Linked DNA regions of Delphinus delphis: region 1 is linked to region 2. The links are chromatin contacts, called in public Hi-C maps. All regions are on one chromosome and are shown on one strand. The core of a region is the stretch at or near the end of the contact, and the rest is flanking DNA. Distances in the headings are between cores, read along the strand shown.

Region 1 (3,881 bases), core at 313-2,812, 220 kb after region 2:
CCCCACAAGGTTCACAGCCTGAAAATTACCTATGCGCCCCCCTTTGCCCGGAGACACACACGCCCGCGCGGTATTTGGGGGGAGGGTACAGGAAAGTGAGGTTATGTGCGGACAGGACTCGAGAGCTATTCCCTCTATGCTGGGAATATTGGAGTGGGCAGGGGTCTGGGGGAGTCGGAAGGGGACTGGTGGAAAGAGGGACACACAGATCTACTGGAATCCTGGGCTGACCCCTGGCCTTCTCCCCTGCTCCAACACTCTCAGCTACCCCCCCAACACACTCACACGCGTCCTCACTCTCACGCAGATGCTGCTCTCCCTCTCCCAAGTTCACCCAGCTTCCCTGTGGTGGCTGAGCGCCCCCTAGTGACTACCGTCTGCACACCCCAGCTCCGGTTCAAGAGGCCTCAGGAAGAGGGTTGAGGGAGATTACCCCTGGTATCCCCATTTCTGACCTCTCAAACAGTGGCATGTTTGGGACTCAAATGGCCCCATGTGCACAGAGCCCAGTGCTAGGCACAGAGGGCATGATGTATCCATCTGGACACTGTGCCCTTCTGGAGCCCTCATCTGGCCTGCTGCAGCCCACAGGCTGGGGCGACTGGTGTCCTTTGGGAAGTGTTCAGGGAGTCTCCCCTGGGGAGAAGTATTTGGCACCGTGTTCGTGGGGCTGAGAACAGGAAGCCGTGTGGTTCTGGGGTTAGTCAGTGGCCCAGAGGGAAGAGGACCTGTTGGAGCCCACGTATGCACTGTGGAGTCTGGCAGAGCCCAAAGGGAGAGGCAGCTGGGCAGACAGAGGCCCTTGTTCCTGCTTCCCGCCCCCCCCCCCCGAGATGCTGCCAGGGAACTGAGGCCAGGGGGCTGGTGGGGGCGGATAGAGGCCAGGGCCTGAGTGATGATTCAAACCTACTCACCAGCACTAAGGAACGTCTGTAGGCCAGCTGCCCAGAGCTCCCACCAGGCCGGAGGCCAAGGCTTCTATCAGCCCCAGAGTCCAGGCTCACAGCTCATCTTCCGAACAGAATTGGGGAGTCCTCCTCAGCAGCCCCCAGACCTCCGGGATCCCTTGCCCACTTCTCGCAGCTGGCAGTCTCTTCTCCCTTTACCTCAGTCACCCCCGTTCCTTCAAAGCCTCCCTCTCCCCCAACTCCTCGTGTCTTCCCTAAGTGCTCCCCAAGGCCCCCCAACTCACCCTTGCATACAGGAACCAGCCTGGAAAAATTCCTGGTTGGGCTTTGACCCAGCAGCTCCCAGGCTCCCCCAGGGAACAAGGAGTGGGGGTGATACCTGTGGGAAGAGAGGGACTAACCGGTCTTATTATTCATCCAGATCTGGCCAGGGCCTGGCCTGGGGCTGATGTGGCCTCTGTGAAGGCCTGGGCTGAGAATGGGAGCTAGGCTGAGAACAGAACACAGCAGCTCCTCAGCTCATGGCGCTGTGGTTTGGTGGGGGTGACAGGTTACCCCTTTAGTGCCCCGGTTCCACAGGAGTGGTGTCCTGAGGCCCTTGCGAGCAGAGGGGCTGGCTCAGCCGCCACCCTACCACACCCTCTCCATCGTTCATGCCTCCAGTCCCGTCTCCACCACCTAGCAGCCTCCCCAGCAGCAGGGACAAGGTCTTTTTACAGTTAGTCTCCACCTCCCAGGCAGGCCTCCTCACCAAGGCTCCACCCTCCAAGATGCCACGTGGGACATGGAAGCGAAGCCACTAGACTTCCTCCTTGCCCAACCTGGTCCTCGTCTAGCACCCCCAGAACACAAGATGTGGGCACCTTGGCAGGGATCCCCTGCCTTATCCCTACCCTGGGGCCGGCAGAGCCCAGGACAGAGGCTCCCCGCTTCACCACCGGGGGTCACTCTGGCCCCCTCCTCTGCATCCCTTCTCATCCCAGCCTTCCTTGGCCCCCGGAGAGGCCTGAAGAGGTCTTAATAAAGGACCCTGAAGTTGGGAGGAAGACGGAGGGGTTCCAAGGAGGGATGGCCATCAGTTGTCACTTAATAGCCACTAGTCTCTCCCCTACCTGAGCCAACCATTCCCCATTCAGCAAAGTGTGTTACAGCAACCTCTGTGACCTCTGCTCAGGAAACCAGGGGGATGAGGGAGCAGAACTGCAGCCTTGCCTGAAGGGTCCTGAGCACCCTTCACTAGGGTGAGGAGGGGTCTCCCATCTCCACCCTTCATTTCACAGCCACAACCTGGTGGTGACTTGGGGGTGGGGGGTTGACTCTGGGTCCCATCCCCCAATATGATGTCACCAGCTTTCACATTAATACGCTGTCATGGATCCAACCCCATGGGTGATCATCAAACTGAGAGCCCCACGCTCCTGGGTCTTCAAAAATGGGGGCCAGAAACACACAGAACAAGAACACAAGTCAACAGCCATAAGACCACATCACATCTCTATAGCATCTTCTCCTTCCATGGACTTAATCCCCTCCAACAAACTTGATTCCACTTATCCTCCCTCTGCAGGCTGCTTCAGGACAGGGACTATCAGGGCAGACTTTCCCCCAGAGAATTCCAAGGGTACAGAGGGACCCAAGGTCATCCAGCAACATGGCAAGGAGGGGTGGGGGCGTGTGGAGCAGCGAGCAGCCCAGACAGAGGTCACGCTGGGCCCCCTCAGCGGCAACCTCAGCCCCACTCGGAGGGCCCCACCTCACAGCCAGGGCAGCCTCGGCCTGTGGCTCTGTAGTAGTTCAGAAGGAGCCAAAGAGGAAGGGGAAGGTGTTCCAGGTGAGGGTGAAGGGGAGAGAAGGGCAGAGGTGGGTGGAGAAGAGCGTGAAAGGTGTCCAGAAGCCAGCAGTGGCCCCAGACAAAGGGAGTAGTGATCGGGCCCAAGGCACAATAGCTGTACTTTGTCCTGATGTCCTGACACCTCTGATGTTCAGGGTCGCTCTCCCTGTGTGGGTGGAGGCTGTTCCCTGCTTGGGTAAAGAGGCAGAGCCTCTCTGAAGCTAGAAGGGAGATGGGGGAGAGAGGCGCTGAGTCTCACTGTTGTCTAAACATTTCTCCAAGTGGTTTCTCTGTGATGGAAGAAAGGTGTCTCACTCACGCCATCCCCCAACCCCCAGGTGCCTAGCAGGACACAGAGCTGATCCACAGCAAGGGTAGGAATAGAATCTGTTGAATGGAAGGAGAGAGAATTGGTTTGGTTTCCCTCAATTCTCTCTCTCTCTCTGTCTCTCTCTCTCTGTCTCTCTCTCTCTGTCTCTCTGTCTCTCTCTCTCTCTCTCACTAGGTCTTTACAATAAAGCAATGGGAAGATGAAGCGAAAGCAAGGAAGAAGGCCCTCTTTCTCCAGTGCCAGTATCATGTTCCCATCTGGTTTTGGAGGTCTGACTTGGAGTAATGATGCCAACTGGGGAACAAGATTAGAGCAGAGGAAGCCCAGGAAGAGGAGCCAGTCAGGAAAAGGGGAGGGAAGAGGGAGAGGAAGCAGAAGGGGCAGGGTAGGGTCACTGTCTGATGGAGCACCCCTACCCACAGCAGCCCCAGACCCATCAGCCACGTCTCTGCCCCTCCTTCACGGGCCTCAGTTTCATCCCCGAACACCAGGCTGTCTCTCTGGATCGCTTCTCCCCAACAGCCCCAGGCATGTCCACTTCCTGACACCCCAACTTTGCCATCCCTCAAAGTCTGACCCCCATCCTGCCCTCTGCTGCGTCTGTTCACACCCTCACCCAGTCTTGGAGGGAATCCCTCCGCTGGGAAGAAGGTGGTGGCAGAGGTGGCAGCTAAGGACCTAAAGCTGCATTCTCCCTCCCCACCTGGGCCATGCCTGGGAGCCGAGCTTTGTTCCAATCTGTGGATCTTTCCCGAAGCCTGACAGGCACCAGGCACTGTGCTAATGTTATAGAAGATACAGGGGCACCTAA
Region 2 (3,625 bases), core at 869-3,368:
TTGATGGACCTGGGGACTTGGGAGGTGGGGTCCCCATCCTGTGTGGCTCTTGACCTGGTCCTGGCCCCTGTCCGGGAGTTGAGGCCAGGCCTGCTTTGGCAGAAGCCGTGGCCAGCATGTGGGAGAATCTCTGAGTCTGGTTACTGACAGTTTTTGGCAGGAAGGGACAGTGTGGCCCTCGGTGCAGAATGGCCTCGGTGCAGGTGGGCCCTGCCCACCTCCTCTCTTCCCATAACCATTGCAGCCAAGCCTCTGTCCTCTATCAACCTCACAAACCCCATTACCCAGCCTTTGCCTGTGCTGTTCTCTGTGCCTCTCTTCCTGTCCTTGAGGACAGCTGAAGTCTCACCACAGCTCCTGGATGTTCTGGCCTTCAGCAGGGTAGGTATGGCCAAGTAGGCTGCTTGTGCCTGGGGGCCTTGTGGTGCGAAGAGACATCCATCCACTCCTTCCTTCCTTACCAACCTGGGCCACAGGGACCAGAGAGGGGACAAAGGTGGGGGTGGGGAGAGATGGGAAGGTGGGGGGAGTGTAGGTGGAGGGGAAGCAAGGGGAAGCAAGAGGAAGTCTTGGCCACCATCTCCTCCCCGCCACCCCCCTCGCCACTGTAGCCCCTTCCCAAATCCACTGTTCCACCCCCTCCCCCGCCACTGTAGCCCCTTCCCAAATCCCCTGTTCCACCCCCTCTCCCTCCCCCACCCCAGCCTCTGAACCCTTTTCCCTTGAAGCTGAGGGAAGCTGGGGAGAAGCCCTTTCCCACGATCGCAGCCTCAGCACCCCCACCCCCTACTCCTTCGGCCACAGCCACCTTAGCCTCTGCAGAGCACAGGCCTGGCCTGCTCCATCCCTACAGGGCCCCCTCCTTGAGCCAGGACGCCTGCTTCCTCGAGTGGCATCACCCCACTCCTCAGGCCGCCCAGTCATCAGGTCAGCAATTAGCTACCGCATGAGGCCACCGAACGTCACAGCCCCTCCCCCAAGGCCAGCCGGCGGCCCGGAGTGCTGGGGGGTGCCCCCCACACTTTGTAGTCAGTGCCAAGTCCTGGCAGGACCTCCCCCCAGCCTACTGAGCGCTGGGGTATTGAGCTCTTCATCTTGGGACCCTGCGCTCCTGGGGGCGGGAGAAGCCTCGCTGCTCCCTCCTCCCTCCATGTCACCCCATCCCATTGGGTGAGGACACTCCCACTGCCTGGGTGGGGCAATGCCAGCTCAAGGGCACCTCAGCCTGGAGCGAGTGGAGCAAGCGGGTCTGGGCCTGAGATTCAGGTGTCTCTGTCCCCAGTCATAGGCAGTTTTAACCAGGCTGTCACCTGGGGCCTGGGAATCTGTGCACTGAGGATGGTGGCAGTGACCTGGTAAGGGGGGAGCAATGGGCAGCCCTCTGCAGAGACCCAAACGTGCAGGGGGGCAGCCTCTTCCTGAATGCCCACGGGGGGCTTGCACACCTGCACCTGGGCACACTCACAGATCCAACCTGGGCAGTGTGTGTCCCGCTGCAGTCGTGCGCTCAGGTGTCCCTGGCAGGCAAACCCACCTGGAGGTATACCACATGCCCAGACGACCCCTCCTGTGGCGTGCACACAAACCCACCGATATGCTCACAGGCAACAAGCTTACCACCACACCAAAACCAAAACCAGGATATGACAAAGGAGCCCAGCCCAGGAGGGTGGGATGAGAGACCACGTCCCCCTCCCCCATCCCACCCCTTGGGCTCGGTGTCTCCCTGGGGAAGGGTGGGAAGGGTGTGTGGTGGGCAGGTGGGCAAGTGGGAGCAGCTGTGGTCTGAGTCTGGAGGTGGGGGCAGGGTATGGATTTCCAGAGAGAATAAAAAAGTTCCAACAAATTTAAAGAAAGGTGTGGAATCTTAGGCAGATCATCACTCCTTAGGGCCTCAGGGACTGCATCTGTAAATCGGGGATATTAAGGACACCATTTAAACTTGGTTGGGAAGTTTAATGGAGGTAACTGGCTCAGAGCAGGTGCCCAGCCCACATAACTGTTGAGGAGACCCTCCCTATGTCCCGTCTCTGGGTGGTGGATTTGCCCACAAGAGCTGCCCTGAGGAGAGAAGCAGCCCTCATCCTGGGCCTTACCTGAGCATGTGCTCACCGCTGGTTTTCTCCACTTCCTGGCGTCCAGCCCTGGCCAGGCGTTGGGGCTGATAGGGTGTTGCTCCAGATTGGCCTGGGGGCAGGGCCTGGGAGGGGCTGTCTGGCTGCCCCGCCCCTACCTGACTGGCCCAACAGGTAGCTGAGTGCTGGCTTCCAGCCCTGGGAGGGGATGAGTCAGTCAGCACCGCCCCATCCAGGCAAATGGGGCGCAGGGGACGGGAGCTTGGGTGGAGGGGCCTTCTAGGAACGTTCCTGGAAGAGGACCTGGGAACCACGCTGCTGCCTGGAGCCACCGCCTCAGCCTACTAGTCTGTACCCAGCTCAGCAAACACCCTCGTCCTTGCTTCTCACAGCGAGCCCTCCGCCCTCTGGATTCATGGGGCCACCCCAGCTGGGAGCAGGGAGCCAGGCCTGAGGCCCTCGTGCTGCCTTGCCACCCCTCTCAGCCCTTCAGGAAGGCTGTCCAAGCCATGGCCACCGGGCCACAGGCACACACATGCTCTTGTACACGTCCGCAGCCACATGAGCACAACCAGAGACGTGTTCCCACAAGCACACGCACATGCATACTCTCACTGCTCCCTCACACTTATACACACCCACATAAACACCCGACTTCACGCACACACTCGTGCACGACACACAAACTTGCAGAGTCATAATCACTATTGTTGGTTGGATTGTGTCCCTCAAAAGATATGTTGACATTTTTGCCCCACTACCCGTGAATGTGACTTTAGTTGGAAACAGGGTCTTTATAGATGTAATCAAGATGATATCTAACTGGATTAGGGTGGGCCCCTAATCTAATGACTGGTGTCCTTTTAGGAGAGAGATTTGTAGACAAAGAGATACGAGGCACACAGGGAGGAAGGTCACGTGATGACAGAGGCAGAGCTTGGAGTGAGGCAGCCACAAGCCAGGGAGCACCAAGGATTGCCTGCAACCACCAGAAGCTGGGAAAGAGACGTGGAGCAGACTCTTCCTAGAGCCTCCAGAAGGAACCAGCCCTGCCGACACCTTGATTTTGGACTCTGGCCTCCTTAATTATGAGAGAATAAATTTCTGTTGTTTTAAGACACCAGGTCTATGGTATAGTTTATTATGGCTGCCCTAGGAAATGAATACTCATGCGCACGCACACACAGACACACACACACTCACTCACTCACACACTCACACTCACACACTCACAGTGGCTCTAGGCGCAGGAATGAGGTTGGTGGAGTCCCTTTTAGGGGCTGCTCTGTCTCCGTCCTCCTTCCCCTATGACTAGTCCAGTCGACACAAAAAGGCTCACGGCACCAGGCAGGAGCTCAATAATTTTTCATCTCTCCTTCCCTCCCTGGAGTTCTTAACGAGGCATCCCCCTCAAAATCTGTTCTCAAGAATGGGTAGCCATGGTTATGTGCACCAAAAGACGTGTCCAAGAAGGCTGCGGTTGCTTTAATGCTGTTAATTAAAAACTGGAAACAACCAAATGTCCATCAACAGCAGAACACATAAATCAG

The links. A called contact is a pair of places that touch in the nucleus more often than the background predicts.
Region 1: a contact with region 2 is called in a Hi-C map of lung, with 6 times the contacts expected there. The contact joins the promoter of VEGFA here to the promoter of LOC132431515 in region 2. A contact is called at or near these places in 2 of 3 Hi-C or Micro-C datasets (lung and muscle).

The regions. Positions count from the first base shown.
Region 1 is chr10:31,990,612-31,994,492 of mDelDel1.2, forward strand. VEGFA (vascular endothelial growth factor A) reads right to left here and starts at 1,563. Exons shown (of 9, transcript XM_060021629.1): 1 at 1,543-1,563. The coding sequence starts at 1,563.
Region 2 is chr10:31,774,053-31,777,677 of mDelDel1.2, forward strand. It overlaps LOC132431515, which reads right to left and starts at 2,119. Exons shown (of 5, transcript XM_069541073.1): 1 at 2,097-2,119; 2 at 285-465. The coding sequence starts at 2,104.